2 separate regions of the Gossypium hirsutum genome follow, and region 2 is linked to region 1. The links are chromatin contacts, called in public Hi-C maps. All regions are on one chromosome and are shown on one strand. Each heading gives the region's core, a stretch centred on a gene start, on an enhancer-like site or on the middle of the called end of the contact. The rest is flanking DNA. Distances are from core to core; before and after follow the strand shown. Region 1 overlaps LOC107910472 (type IV inositol polyphosphate 5-phosphatase 3). Region 2 holds the start of LOC107910471 (protein GIGANTEA).

Region 1 (6,600 bases), core at 4,030-6,529:
TTATTAATAATTTTAGGGAGTTCTTATAGGGTCGATTCAGTAAGTGGCCTTGGTGCCTTGAGAATGAATCCCTACTGCCCCAGGGCCACTCACTGATTGGGGCTATAGTCAGGGATGAGGTAATCCTACAACTGGATATACAGGACAGCCTTTGCAGTGGAGTGAGGAACGTAGCATAGAAGAAGATTAAGGCACGTTAGAAGCATGGACACTTGAAAGTAGGTGATTGAGACATGAACCTTGAGGGAGTATGGAAGATCATGTAGCCAGTGAGTTGGTGATGAATCATTTTTAGTGATAAGGATTGAAGTAGAAGATAGGGTTGCTACATCTGCCCTTTTTCACTAGTGATTTAGGTAATCCCATGTGTCAGCAAATGACTCGTCATTGTAGGTACTTAGAAACTCCACAGGGGTCAATGCAAGAACCCACGGTTAAGCAATCTCAGATTGAAGCCTACAAAACCTAAATGATCTATGACATTGCAAAGATCTGATAGCAATGCAAGATTTCTGCTACTGAACCCAGGGTTACTCCAATCGAATGTCTAGTCTTTACCGACCTAGTTACGTGTGCAGTGATAGTGTGATACCTGCAAGAATGGTGAAAGAAACTAGCAAGTCTCTGTATTATAGGGACCTGTTCAAATGAGTCCCTTTACTATTAAATGAATCAATTTAGTCCTTGTTCTATTAAAAAGAACAAAATAAGACTAGATTTTAACGAAGTTAATATTTACTTTTTAAAAAATATTATTTATTGTTCAACAAAGTTGATATTTTTAAAGCTTTTATGGTTTGCAAATGAAAACTTTAATTTGGAGTTGAACTGCCAATGACAAATCCATTTCTTGTCATTTTTTAAATAGTAAAGTTAACTCGGTTAAAATTTAGGCTTATTTTATTCTTTTTACTAGTATAAGATTAAATTGATCTATTTAATAGAGTAAGTAATTTGAGGGACCTGGTAGGTACTTTCACCCTACAAGAACTGAAAGAAAGTTTCAAAGAATAAGATATTATGGTTACAGTAAGTCCAAACCATGCATCTACAATATCTCACTGATTTTTTGCTTCCATGTCTTGTAAATTCTGCTTATCGGTGGTAATTATTGAAGCAATTTATTAGAACCATACTACTACATTCTTTGTCAAAATTTGAAGCTGTTGATCATGGTGTCATTCAATTCTGCCGTCTTTATCTAATATCATGGCCTTTTTTTTCCCCAGGGATCTATATCAGTCAGCATGTCCATATATCAAACACTTTTTTGTTTTATATGCACCCACCTGACATCAGGTGAAAAAGATGGAGACGAACTGAAAAGAAATTCTGATGTGCATGAAATACTTAGAAGAACTCATTTTCATTCTCGTTCTGCAATTGGACTTCCCAAAAGCATTCATGATCATGAGTGAGTATGCTTTAATATCTACTTGCAGTGTGAATTTGTGGTTGTTTACTCATCTATCATTTTAGATGTTGTATGCTTGGAACATGTAGTCTTTGTGGCATATTAACCCCTGAAAAAATTATTCATGTTTGATAATTGGGCCCCTTGTACAAGGATTAATTTGGATATTAGTACCTATAAGCAGAATCTTAGGAGAAATTCTTAATTTAAATGTACCTCCCAAGAAAAGATATATTTTATGCTTATTTTTTTCTTTATTTAATAAGATGTTATGCTTGGTCAGGAATCAGAAAACCATTCTTTGGATGTGTACACTTATATTACTCATCAATCATTTGCCTAATTATATAACAGAGACGCCTTTTCATTTCAAGCAGAAAAATAATTTGGTTTGGTGATTTAAATTACCGACTCAACCTGTCATATGATAAAGCACGAGATTTCATCTCCAAGAGGGAGTGGTCCAAGTTGATTGAGAGAGACCAGGTAGTTTACTTGTCCTACGCAAAGTCTAGGTCATTGCAGTTTTCTTATTTAGTATGAACTTTTGAAGGAGGTTGATAGGATGCTAGTGTAGTTATTAAATATATTATCATGACAGCTTGTACGAGAACTGCAAAAAGGTCGTACATTTGATGGATGGTCTGAGGGTGCTTTAAATTTTGCTCCAACATACAAATATGAGTTAAATTCAAAGAAGTACTACGGAGAAGATCCCAAGATTGGGAGACGAATTCCTGCATGGTATGCTTAAAGACAATTATAAGATCCATGATCCATCCTTTGTTGTTTCTTTTTGTCTGATGAATTTCTTTTGTTCTTTTTTCTTAATGCACCTCATCTTTCAGGTGTGACCGCATCCTTTCACGTGGTAAAGGAATGAGGCAACTAAGTTATAGGAGAACTGAGCAAAAACTTTCTGATCACCGCCCTGTTACTGCCATATATATGGCTGAGGTTGAGGTATTTTGTCCGAAGAAACTACAGCGTGCACTCATCTATACCAATGCTGAAATTGAAAATGAGGAAGTTGAAGCAGAGGATTTTGATTACTGATGTTGGGATGAGTCCATTAGTTGGATCAGGTGAGTGGTTTGCTATGTTTTCTCGTCCAGGAATACAAGTATGTCCTTTCTACCACAAGTTGTAAATGTCATGGTACATACTAGGGAAACAAAGTAATGCTGGCTGCACATAGTTACTAGATGTAGGGTGAGAGGAGGAATGGTTGAAGTTGACTAGAACCTAGGAATAAGGTAAGGAAACAAGATTAAACGCCTTTAAGAGAAGTAGTCTATGTTGCAGTAATGAGAATCTGTTTGTAGAAGCATGGATTAGTATATATAGGTTGAATGGTGGTTAATATTTCCATTGAGAATTTGAACCCCATTAAGTTTTAAGGTGATTTTTCTGAAATTAACGTGAGACACTTGGTGGTTGCAAACTATCTTGTGTTGTGGCATGCATCGAGGATTACATGAAGGTAAGTGGATTGTTTTTTTGAAGTAGATGAAATTGCTGCTAAATCAAATACCCCAGTAGCAGATCTGTGTTTTATCTAACGTCTATCACCATTTGTCATGACATGGAATTCTATTCTGATTGGATGAAATAGATAGAAAATTGGAACATGGAATTAGGTGATCTCATGCGGGAAAGGTTATTAAGAACAAATCATTTTTCCTGATTTTTTATCACATCCCTATGAGAAGTCTTGGGTCCAGGGTCTTTTCAGCAGTGGGTCCAATACTTGCGTAAACATATGCTTTGTTTATTTCTCTAAACAAAAGGCTTGCTTTCTGATGCAGGATAGGCTAGCCGAGAGATATGAAGGGATGCTAATCTATGCCTGAGCCTTTGAGGCTAGGGGTGAGAGCTCCTATAACTCTTGATATTTCCTACACTTTAGATTCATTCATTTTTTTTTCTGTGTTACCATATTGTATATTGCAATCATTGTATAAATGCATCAATTCTAGGGGTTCCACAAATAGATTCAAGAACAATGCCAAATAAAATCAGAGCTTAGTTTGCATGTAGGCATTCGAATAAAGTTTTATAAATTTTCCCTTCTGCCAACAGCTTTTTCTAGCTCATAAAAACTCGGTGTTGTAAAAAGAGAGATAGTCAATGCATGTGTTTTGGTGCTATCTTTTTGTCAAAAAAAAAAAAACCCATATTCTCTATCTCTCTGCTTTTGGTGTGTGAAAAGTGACCAGTGGTCACATGAATCTTGACTTCTTGCATGGTAAAAAGAAAGAGCCACTTACATATTCACTTTAATATAAATGTACTTTTACCATTATCTATAACTTCGTATTGTTGACAGTCTTTCTATAGCTTTAATATGGCAAATATCTGCGAGTGACGTTAAAGAAAATATGTTTTTCATAAATGTATGCAACCTATGGCCTGTATGCATCTCTCAACCAGATACATGGTGACCTTAGGCAGGTCATTACATTAGCCATTAGATGTTTCTTTATTCAGCTATCTTCTGTATAACATGCCATGACTAACATTTTCCTAAGCTTTTAAAGATAAAAGATAAGCCATTTTTATCTTTTTCCTGTACTTCTTTTGGTTGTGAAATGGAAGTATGAACGGATTCATTTATATTAAATTTGAAAGATCATCAAATGTCGTGCTGATCTATCTGGGTTTTCTGTAGAATTATTTTTACTTCACTGTTTGTTCTTTGAGATTGGGATTTACTCATCATGGTTTAATTGTTTGCCTGCCTTGAGGAAAATTCCAAATGAATACCAATCCTTGAATCTTACACCTAACCAGGCCTAAATTACTGGTTTCACTTCAAGTTTATATGTAAACCGAGGTAGTTTTTAATGTACCAGTGTCTTATTTTAATGTATCATTTTAAGTTTATTGATATTTTTGTTTTCACATATATGTATATTTATAGTTTAATTTTTAGTTTCTTAATAAATTATATTGTATATATGTGCAAAAATAATTCAATTACATTTATATAATTTATATTATACATATTTATATACAAATATAAGTTTTAAAATTATTAATTAAGTTAAATAACGTAGTTTAATAATTAACTTAATAATTTCAAGTTTTAATGTAGTTTTTAAAATGATTTAAGATAAAAAAAAAGTTTAAAATATAAAATTTTGTACTAATCTTGTTACGCACCAGTTTAAGTTAGTATTGATTGAAATAAGTATAAATATATGAAAGGTCAAAATCCATGGAAAATGTTGATCAAAATGAAATTTAAATTATTTGGTACTAATTAAGGACTAAAATAGTATACCCCGATACAACCATTATCGATATGATAAGAACCACCCTGATATAAAGCTACGTAATGGCATAAATTTAAACAAATTAAAAGATGGGGAGGGTTTAGCAAATATAACCCAAATCTTAGGGTGAAAACCTTTTTTGTTTCTTTAGGTTAATGTCATATTTATCCTCTAAACTTTAGGCTAATGCTAACTCTGGTCTGGTACGTATACTAAAAAACAGAATTCAAGTTTGGCATGTTTATTATGGTTGAGGCATACATTCCACCCGTTACAAATATCTGCTTGGTATCGTCAGCCACATAATTAATTAAATATGCACAAAAGCCGGTTGAATAAGAAATATGAAAAGAGAAGTAATTTTAATATATTATGTCATATAGAATCATGGATAGATTTTTCTTTCTTATTTGAATAATTAAAAGGAATCCTTACCATGTTGTAATCGAAGGAGATGCTGTGTGATTAAGAAGCTGTAGAAAAAGAGGAAAATTAAAAACTTTTTAAGGGTTGAAATGAAATTTTCATAATTAAACATTATATTTTTGGAGGGGCAAAGCGCCCCCTACCGATCTTGTGCTTCAGATACTTTGCAACAATTGGAAATGTGATCAGTGGTAGCCCACGGTCTTGTCGAGATGGGTTTGACTATTTACTTCAATCATTATTGTTTTGAATACGATCACATCAAATTACAAATGTTTTAGTTGAGGATGCTTTAATTTTATCTAGACTGATTAAAGTCGAGATGTTCAATATATTTTGAGTGAGGGTTTTGATTGATTTTGGAATTTTATTAAATATTTTATATTTAAAATAAAATTAGTTAAAAATAAATAATTGGAAGAAGGAAAATTTCATAGATGTATTGTTCCACATGGCTTATGCTATCAATATAAATATAAAGAGCTTAAAAATTCAATATAACTGTTCACATGTAAATTACATGATAGGCTAATGACGAATAAGTGAAGATCTCTATTGGTGATAAGGGGTTGGATAGCATGTATAACGAAATTATAGTATTTATATCTGATTATATTTCTTTTAGAGTTTCACTATCACAAATAGAATATATTTATAATTACAAGTATAATATCAGTTCACATATATATTTGATTAATTACTATAATTTTGCTTTTCGAAAATTAGATTTAAGGATTTTTTTATTAAAATTTTCAATGAGAAAAATGTCATGTTTAGATATGTTACACATACTCAATTAAAGATATCATTGCTACCATGCTTTGCCAGTGGTTTATCTTGCATCGTGCATGCTTCGTCTGGGACCAAGGATATGCCACTTAACTACCCTAATAACCCAACCACACAAATGAGACATTCCCTAACAAGGAATGACTGAACGACAAACATGTCTATTAGAGAAGGACACGTGGCATAGAAGAGTCAACTTTATATATGCATCTCTTGGCTCCATAGTAGGGGAGTTTTCTTCTTCTTCTTCCTCATTATTCTTTAATAGCTTTCTCTCCAATTCAACAATATCTCAACCACCTTCTCTTCTCTTCATGGCTCTTCACCCCCTTAAGGTTAACTATCTTTTCAAATTTGTCCCCTATCCTTTTTTCACTCACATTTTCATCATGAACAATCCTTGCAAATATAGATGAACAAGAACAAGGCCCCCAAGCTCAACCGCAACCCTAAACAACCTAAGATTAACAGTTCTCTAATGCACTACAATAATTCTCCCAATAGAAGACACAACCAAGTCGTCATTACGATCCGTATAACCTGTATATTATATTATCCACATTATGTTAGCTATACACAATACCCCCACCTAGATATTATGTTAATTACTGAATTAACAAAGCCAGCCTTATACCCCTCATGGTGAATAAACTTTGCAAAACCTTAACTTTAGCTCATACCAGTTTATGAAAG
Region 2 (6,072 bases), core at 1,436-3,935, 56 kb after region 1:
TTGTGCTAACTCTTCCCGTGTCTACTGCAACAACCGAACGAACATTTTCAGCCAAGAAAATTGTGAAGACAAGGCTTCGCAACAGAATGGAGGATGATTTTCTTTCAATTTGCTTTGTGGCATACATCGAAAAAGAGATAGCTCGAAAATTTTCTACAGATTCTATCATTGATGAGTTTAATCTTATGAAAAAACAGATGGTGAAATTTAGAATGCTTAGTATTGAAAAATAAGACTAAGGCCAAGTTTTGTTAATTTAATTTTTGGAATTATAATGGTATTAATGAAATTTTTAGTATTGTATTAGTTTTTTTTTTGTATATTGGAAAGAAATATTTAATGGTTTTTTCTTTTAATTTTTTTTATAGTTAAATTGTACATATTTTTTAAAAAATATTAAATTGATTTATTTGATAAGAAAAAAAAAGTGTCAAAAAAATATCCGAGAAGAATTGATACTTTTTTACGTTAAAAAAGTTCGTTCGGATTTAGAAGTTTTGTCCCCTAGGAGTAAAATTCCGAATCCGTCCTTGCTTGTGAACTAGAACTAGTTGGGCTAAAAAATCGGTTGAATTGGTTTTTATAAAATTTTAAATTTTTTAACTATTTATTTCCTTTGAACTGTCTGGACTAGTCGAATTAATCAGATTGAGAATTGATGGTTTGATTGGTTCGACCATTGGTCCGATTCCAAAAATATTTCATTGAGTCAATGTACTTATTTTTTAAAAACGTAATCTGAGACAAATAAAAGTGACTATTTTTATAGTTAACTTTATATTTTTTTGATAAGTGTTGAAGGAGACCTTTTAATTCTGAAAACTTCCATTTGGTCCAAATATTTAATTTTTTTTAATAATTTTGCATTTTTCTAAGCATAATCTGAAATTAAATTTCTTATTGAAAATTATGTTTGGGATTAATATATATATAGTTTAGATTTACATTTGAATTTTTTATGGTTTTTTTTTCTTTCGAAGCAAGAAAAGTCTCTTTGCCATTGATTTTAGATTTAGATTTTGAACTTTTTTTTTATAATTTTTTTCTCTTCTCTTTTTTATAAATAATTATAAATTTTAAATATTTTATTAAAAATACAGAAAAATTATAAATTATAAATTATTTATAATTTTTCATGTATTTTTAAAAACTAAGAATAAATTAACAAAAACTATAAATGTTAATGACTAAAAAATTATTTTACCTTTTTTTATATTTGCAACATCACCAACTTTTAAAGGACAATTAGATGAAGAGACTAAAATTTTCAAATGAAAAATTACATAAACTCATTATCTCAAAATTAAAATATAATAATAAAATTTTAAATTTTAAAAAAATATAAAGATGTGCAGCATAATTAATTTTTTTTTTTAGGTTTAAGGTATAAAAACTCTTCAAATTTTTTTTAAAAAGTAATTAAGTCTTTTTTTATTCAATTGGGTACTTGAACTCTCAAAATGCATCTCAAATTTTTTCAAAAAAAGAAGAAGCAATTACGCCTTTTTTTTTAGCACTTGATTGTGTATTTGAACAGTCAAAATATATAAAAAATGCTCTTTAACCTTTAATTTTAACAATTAACCGCTAAAGTTAACTGCCCCTAATTTTTCAGTTAAAGCCACCCGTATCACAACCATAGTGTGACATGTGGCAAAAAAATTATAAAAAATAAAAATCAATAAAAGTTATAAAAATTATTAAATTTTAATAAAAATATAAAAAAATATTTAAAATTAGGAAAAAATATAAAATGTATAAAAATGACCCTCTAATCATTAACTTTAACTGTTGACCGTTAAAATTAACGACCCCCATTTTTTTTTTAGTTAAAGCCATCACGTGTCGCAACACAGTATGACATGTGGAGAAAAAAGATAAAAAATTAAAATTAATAAAAGTTATAGAAAAATTATAAAATACTTCTTTTGGTACTATAATTTTTATAATTTTTTTATAAATTTTATATTTCTTTACATTTTTTATAATTTTCTTATGACTTTATAAAATTTTATAATTTTTTTATATTTTTATAAAATTTTACAATTTTTTTATAATTTTCTAAAATTTTTAAAATTCTTTCTAATTTTTAATAATTTCTATATTTTTTATTAAAACTTAATAATTTAATAATTAATTTTTATTTTTTATATGTTTTACCACATGTCACACCGTGGTTGTGACATGTGGTGGCTTTAATTGAAAAAAGTTAGGGGTGGTTAACTTTAAGAGTTAACCGTTAAAGTTAACATTAAAGGGTCCTTTTGATGTATTTTAGTAATTCAAGTAACCAATTGAGTGTAAAAAAGTAAGAGCTTAATTACTTTTTTTGAAAAAGTTTGAGGGCCTTTTTCATGCATTTTGAAAGTTCAAGTACTCAATTGAGTGCAAAAAGAAACATGGGCTTAATTGCTTTTTTTAAAAAAATTTGAGGACCTTTTTTATACATATTAAAAGTTCAAATACCAAATTAAATGAAAAAAAAATAGCTTAATTGCTTCTTTTGAAAAAGTTTGCGGACTTTTTCGTCATTAAGCAATTTTTTTACTTATTACTCTAGCTGAAGTTGCTCATGCTATAAATGGATGTTATGCATGTATGCATGTTAATGTGATGTAATGCATGGTGGATTAATGTGATATGACATAGAAAGGTTGTGAGGCTAGAGGAAAATATCAATGCCACATCATCACCAATCTGAAGCCAACAGCCATCTAAAGATCTCTTCCTTCTCACCCATATCAAAAATTTTCTCTACCACCTCTTACAAAATTTCCCCAGCAAAACCACTCAAATCTCAAACCAATATTCTTTTTCTTTTTTCATTATTTTATATGCACTAATATTGTTTTTTAGTGAGTTAAATCTTAGATTAAATCAGCAAAATTTTAGCATCTGATAAACAAAGCCCAGGTTTGTTTGTTAGCTTCCAAATCCTCCTTTATTTTTCTCTAAATTTTGAGTTTTTCATTTCTGTTTATGTATTTTTTTAAATATACATGTTCGTATAAAAAATGGGTTTTGAGATTTAGTCTTGGTTTTTTTGTTAGTTTGATGATTTATGGTGTTTTTATCTAAAGATTTCGGTAGCTGTATCGTGTATGCAGTGTTCTTAGCTTGCTTACTAATCCATTTTCAAGTGATTTGCTGTTTTTGAATCTTTTTATATAGATACTTTTTCTCTGTATTTTTTGTTTTTAGTAATAGTTTCTGATTTTTACTTTCAATTTGTTTTTGCAGAGAAGAACAGATTCTGATTATTAGTTAAACAGTAATCGACAGTTAGAGGCAGAGACGACTAATCATACTGTTGTAAATTTCCAATCCTTTTAAGAGAGAAAGAGAGAGAGATGAAATATAGTTTCTCTTGTTGATTCAATACTTTTTGTGTTCTTCAATTGATATCACTTACATATTTGTGGGAATCCGTGGGCTGAATCGGCTTGGGATGTTGAATTATGAAATATTGATTCTTGATTGGTAGAGGTTGCAGAGTGGAAGCTCAGGTTTTGGGGGGGGTGTGTGTGTCTTGCTGTTGATTGGTCCGCTGGTTGCTTCGAAGGGTATATTCCAGAGGTTACATCTTGTTTAGGATACATGGCTAATCCGTCCGAGCGATGGATTGATGGCCTTCAGTTCTCATCGCTGTTCAGGCCTCCGCCGCAGGACCCTCAACATCGAAAGGTACCCTAGTTTCTTTCTCTTGGATTTTCTATTGTCTTGTTATTGGTTTTCTTTGAATGAATCTTTGAAGCTTTTTAAACATTCTATATTTTCATGCTTGGCTTACTTGAAAACTTAAGTTGGTGAAATAGGTGACATAAATGAATATATGACTTCATATTAGCTTTAGTAAAAATCATCATTTCTTATAATCCATTGTGTTACCTTTTTTTTAGGTTCAAATTACTGCATATGTCGAGTATTTCGGTCAATTCACATCAGAACAATTCCCTGAGGACATTGCTGAGGTATGCTTGTTTTCGTTTGATTATTTCACATCCCATTGGTAATGGAAGGAAAAGACACTAACTACTTTGCTTATATGTCAAGGGAGGAAATTCTTTTATTGTTTTGGGAGTTTTTTATGTAACAAATTTGCTTGTTTTGTAACAGCTTGTCCGCAACCGCTATCCATCTGATGAACAGCGCCTTTTTGATGATGTTCTGGGTATTGGCTCTTTCATCTTTTCTATTGTAACACTGTTCCTTACGATAACACCTTTAAATCCAATGAATTTTTACTTAAGTTATAACTGGGAAATGACTGGTTCCTTAAACTTAATCTGTTTGCAGCAACGTTTGTCCTTCACCATCCTGAACATGGGCATGCGGTTGTTCTTCCAATTATTGCATGCATAATTGATGGTACACTTATGTATGATAAGAATGCCCCTCCATTTTCTTCATTCATCTCCTTAGTCTGCCCAAGTAGTGAGGTATTTTTTTTTTCTTTTTAGTTCAATAGAGAAGATCATCTTTGCTTCACACTATTTTATATTAATATTCTCAATGCTCACTTTTATCTACTTTGTTAACTTTTTAAAAAGTATCATTGTGGCTGACTGAGAACATATCTGTGGCATTTATGTTTTTTTTACAGAATGAGTATTCTGAACAGTGGGCACTGGCATGTGGAGAGATCTTGCGGATTCTGACTCATTACAACCGTCCAATATGTAAAACGGAACTGCCAAATAGTGAAGCAGATAGAAGCAATAGCAGCAGCCAAGCTACAACAAGTGAATCTGCTGATGGGGAATCATCCTTTCACATGCCTTCAATGCGACAGGAGAGGAAGCCTTTGAGGCCTTTATCTCCCTGGATTACTGATATATTGCTTGCAGCGCCTTTGGGCATCAGAAGTGATTACTTTCGTTGGTGAGCGGTTTCTATTATTGCAAAGTATTTTTCCTTTCTTGATTTGTTTGAAACATCAATTGGCCTCTATAAAGATAGAAGCGGTTTTAACGGTTGAATATTCCAGTACTTGTGCTCTAGTAAACCTTATAGAATGCTTCTAACTTCAAGAAATAAACATGTTGGAAGACCACATTTGTTGATTAACTGTCATTTTGCCGGTAGATACATGCATATGGATGCATACATGCTTAGGATGCCATTTCCAACCGGCTACCTTGAGTAGCTTTTTTAGTTTTTCAGATATTACTGGTTGACAATTTTATAGCATTTAATACGATGTGTAAACGCCATGATCAGTTACAATGTGAGCATTAGCGTAACTCTGTTTTTGCATTAAACTTTTTGCTGAGGCTTGAATAGTGGGAGTGCTTCTGAGTTATAAGGCCTCTCTTAGAAGTACCTAGATAGTAGTTCAATTTATCATATAACTATCATTGAATTTAAAAGCTCTTGTGTGATACATCCTATGAATGGATCCTGCTTTTATGTGCTTATTACTGAAGCCGGTAGCCCTTTATATGTATTAACAGGTGCAGTGGTGTTATGGGTAAATATGCAGCTGGAGACCTCAGGCCGCCTATGACTGGTCAGTTACATATTTTGGCTGGAATGTATTACATGATTTTGCTTCCTGGAATGTATAAAAATATATTTTAGGCCTGAGGACTCATTACTTGACTACTGTTGTCTAATAGCTTCTATTCGTGGATCTGGAAAGCATCCTCAGCTCATGCCATCAACCCCAAGATGGGCAGTTGCTAATGGTGCTGGTGTCATTTTAAGTGTATGCGATGAGGAGGTTGCACGCTACGAGACTGCTACTTTAACAGCTGCAGCAGTTCCTGCACTTCTACTTCCTCCACCGACAACAGCTTTGGATGAGCATCTAGTTGCTGGGCTGCCAGCTCTTGAACCATATGCTCGATTATTTCATCGGTAGAGCCCTGAACCTTTAAGAGCTCTCGAACAACATTGCTTAAGTATATTTGTTCTATAGTAGGTGTACATGGTCATATCTTGTAAGTACTGTGCTTTGCCATGCATACAGGGCATTGAGTGAAGCACTCCCGAATTTATATCAGGAAAGTAGATCTTGTTTGAAAGTTTTGAAGGAGTTTATCTACTGTTGAATGCCTGACATGTTTAGTT

Evidence for each region. A called contact is a pair of places that touch in the nucleus more often than the background predicts.
Region 2: a contact with region 1 is called in a Hi-C map of leaf, with 4 times the contacts expected there. The contact joins the promoter of LOC107910471 here to the enhancer-like site in region 1. A contact is called at or near these places in 21 of 34 Hi-C or Micro-C datasets (anther, callus, cotyledon and 5 more).

The regions. Positions count from the first base shown.
Region 1 is chrD02:9,852,637-9,859,236 of Gossypium_hirsutum_v2.1, forward strand. LOC107910472 (type IV inositol polyphosphate 5-phosphatase 3) reads left to right here. Exons shown (of 13, transcript XM_041088408.1): 9 at 1,230-1,414; 10 at 1,792-1,900; 11 at 2,016-2,158; 12 at 2,263-2,499; 13 at 3,228-4,304. The coding sequence ends at 2,470. Among protein-coding and RNA genes, the nearest start is that of LOC107910472, 8.4 kb to the left of the region's middle. Within about 2 kb of position 5,280, at least 3 of the 9 cell types and tissues checked have an H3K27ac peak or open chromatin away from gene starts, as enhancers often do. A contact at or near this core is called in hypocotyl and leaf, where this site is marked.
Region 2 is chrD02:9,911,392-9,917,463 of Gossypium_hirsutum_v2.1, forward strand. It overlaps LOC107910471 (protein GIGANTEA), which reads left to right and starts at 2,686. Exons shown (of 16, transcript XM_041088410.1): 1 at 2,686-2,913; 2 at 3,241-3,312; 3 at 3,485-3,684; 4 at 3,900-3,971; 5 at 4,117-4,171; 6 at 4,297-4,439; 7 at 4,604-4,881; 8 at 5,454-5,509; 9 at 5,619-5,859. The coding sequence starts at 3,598.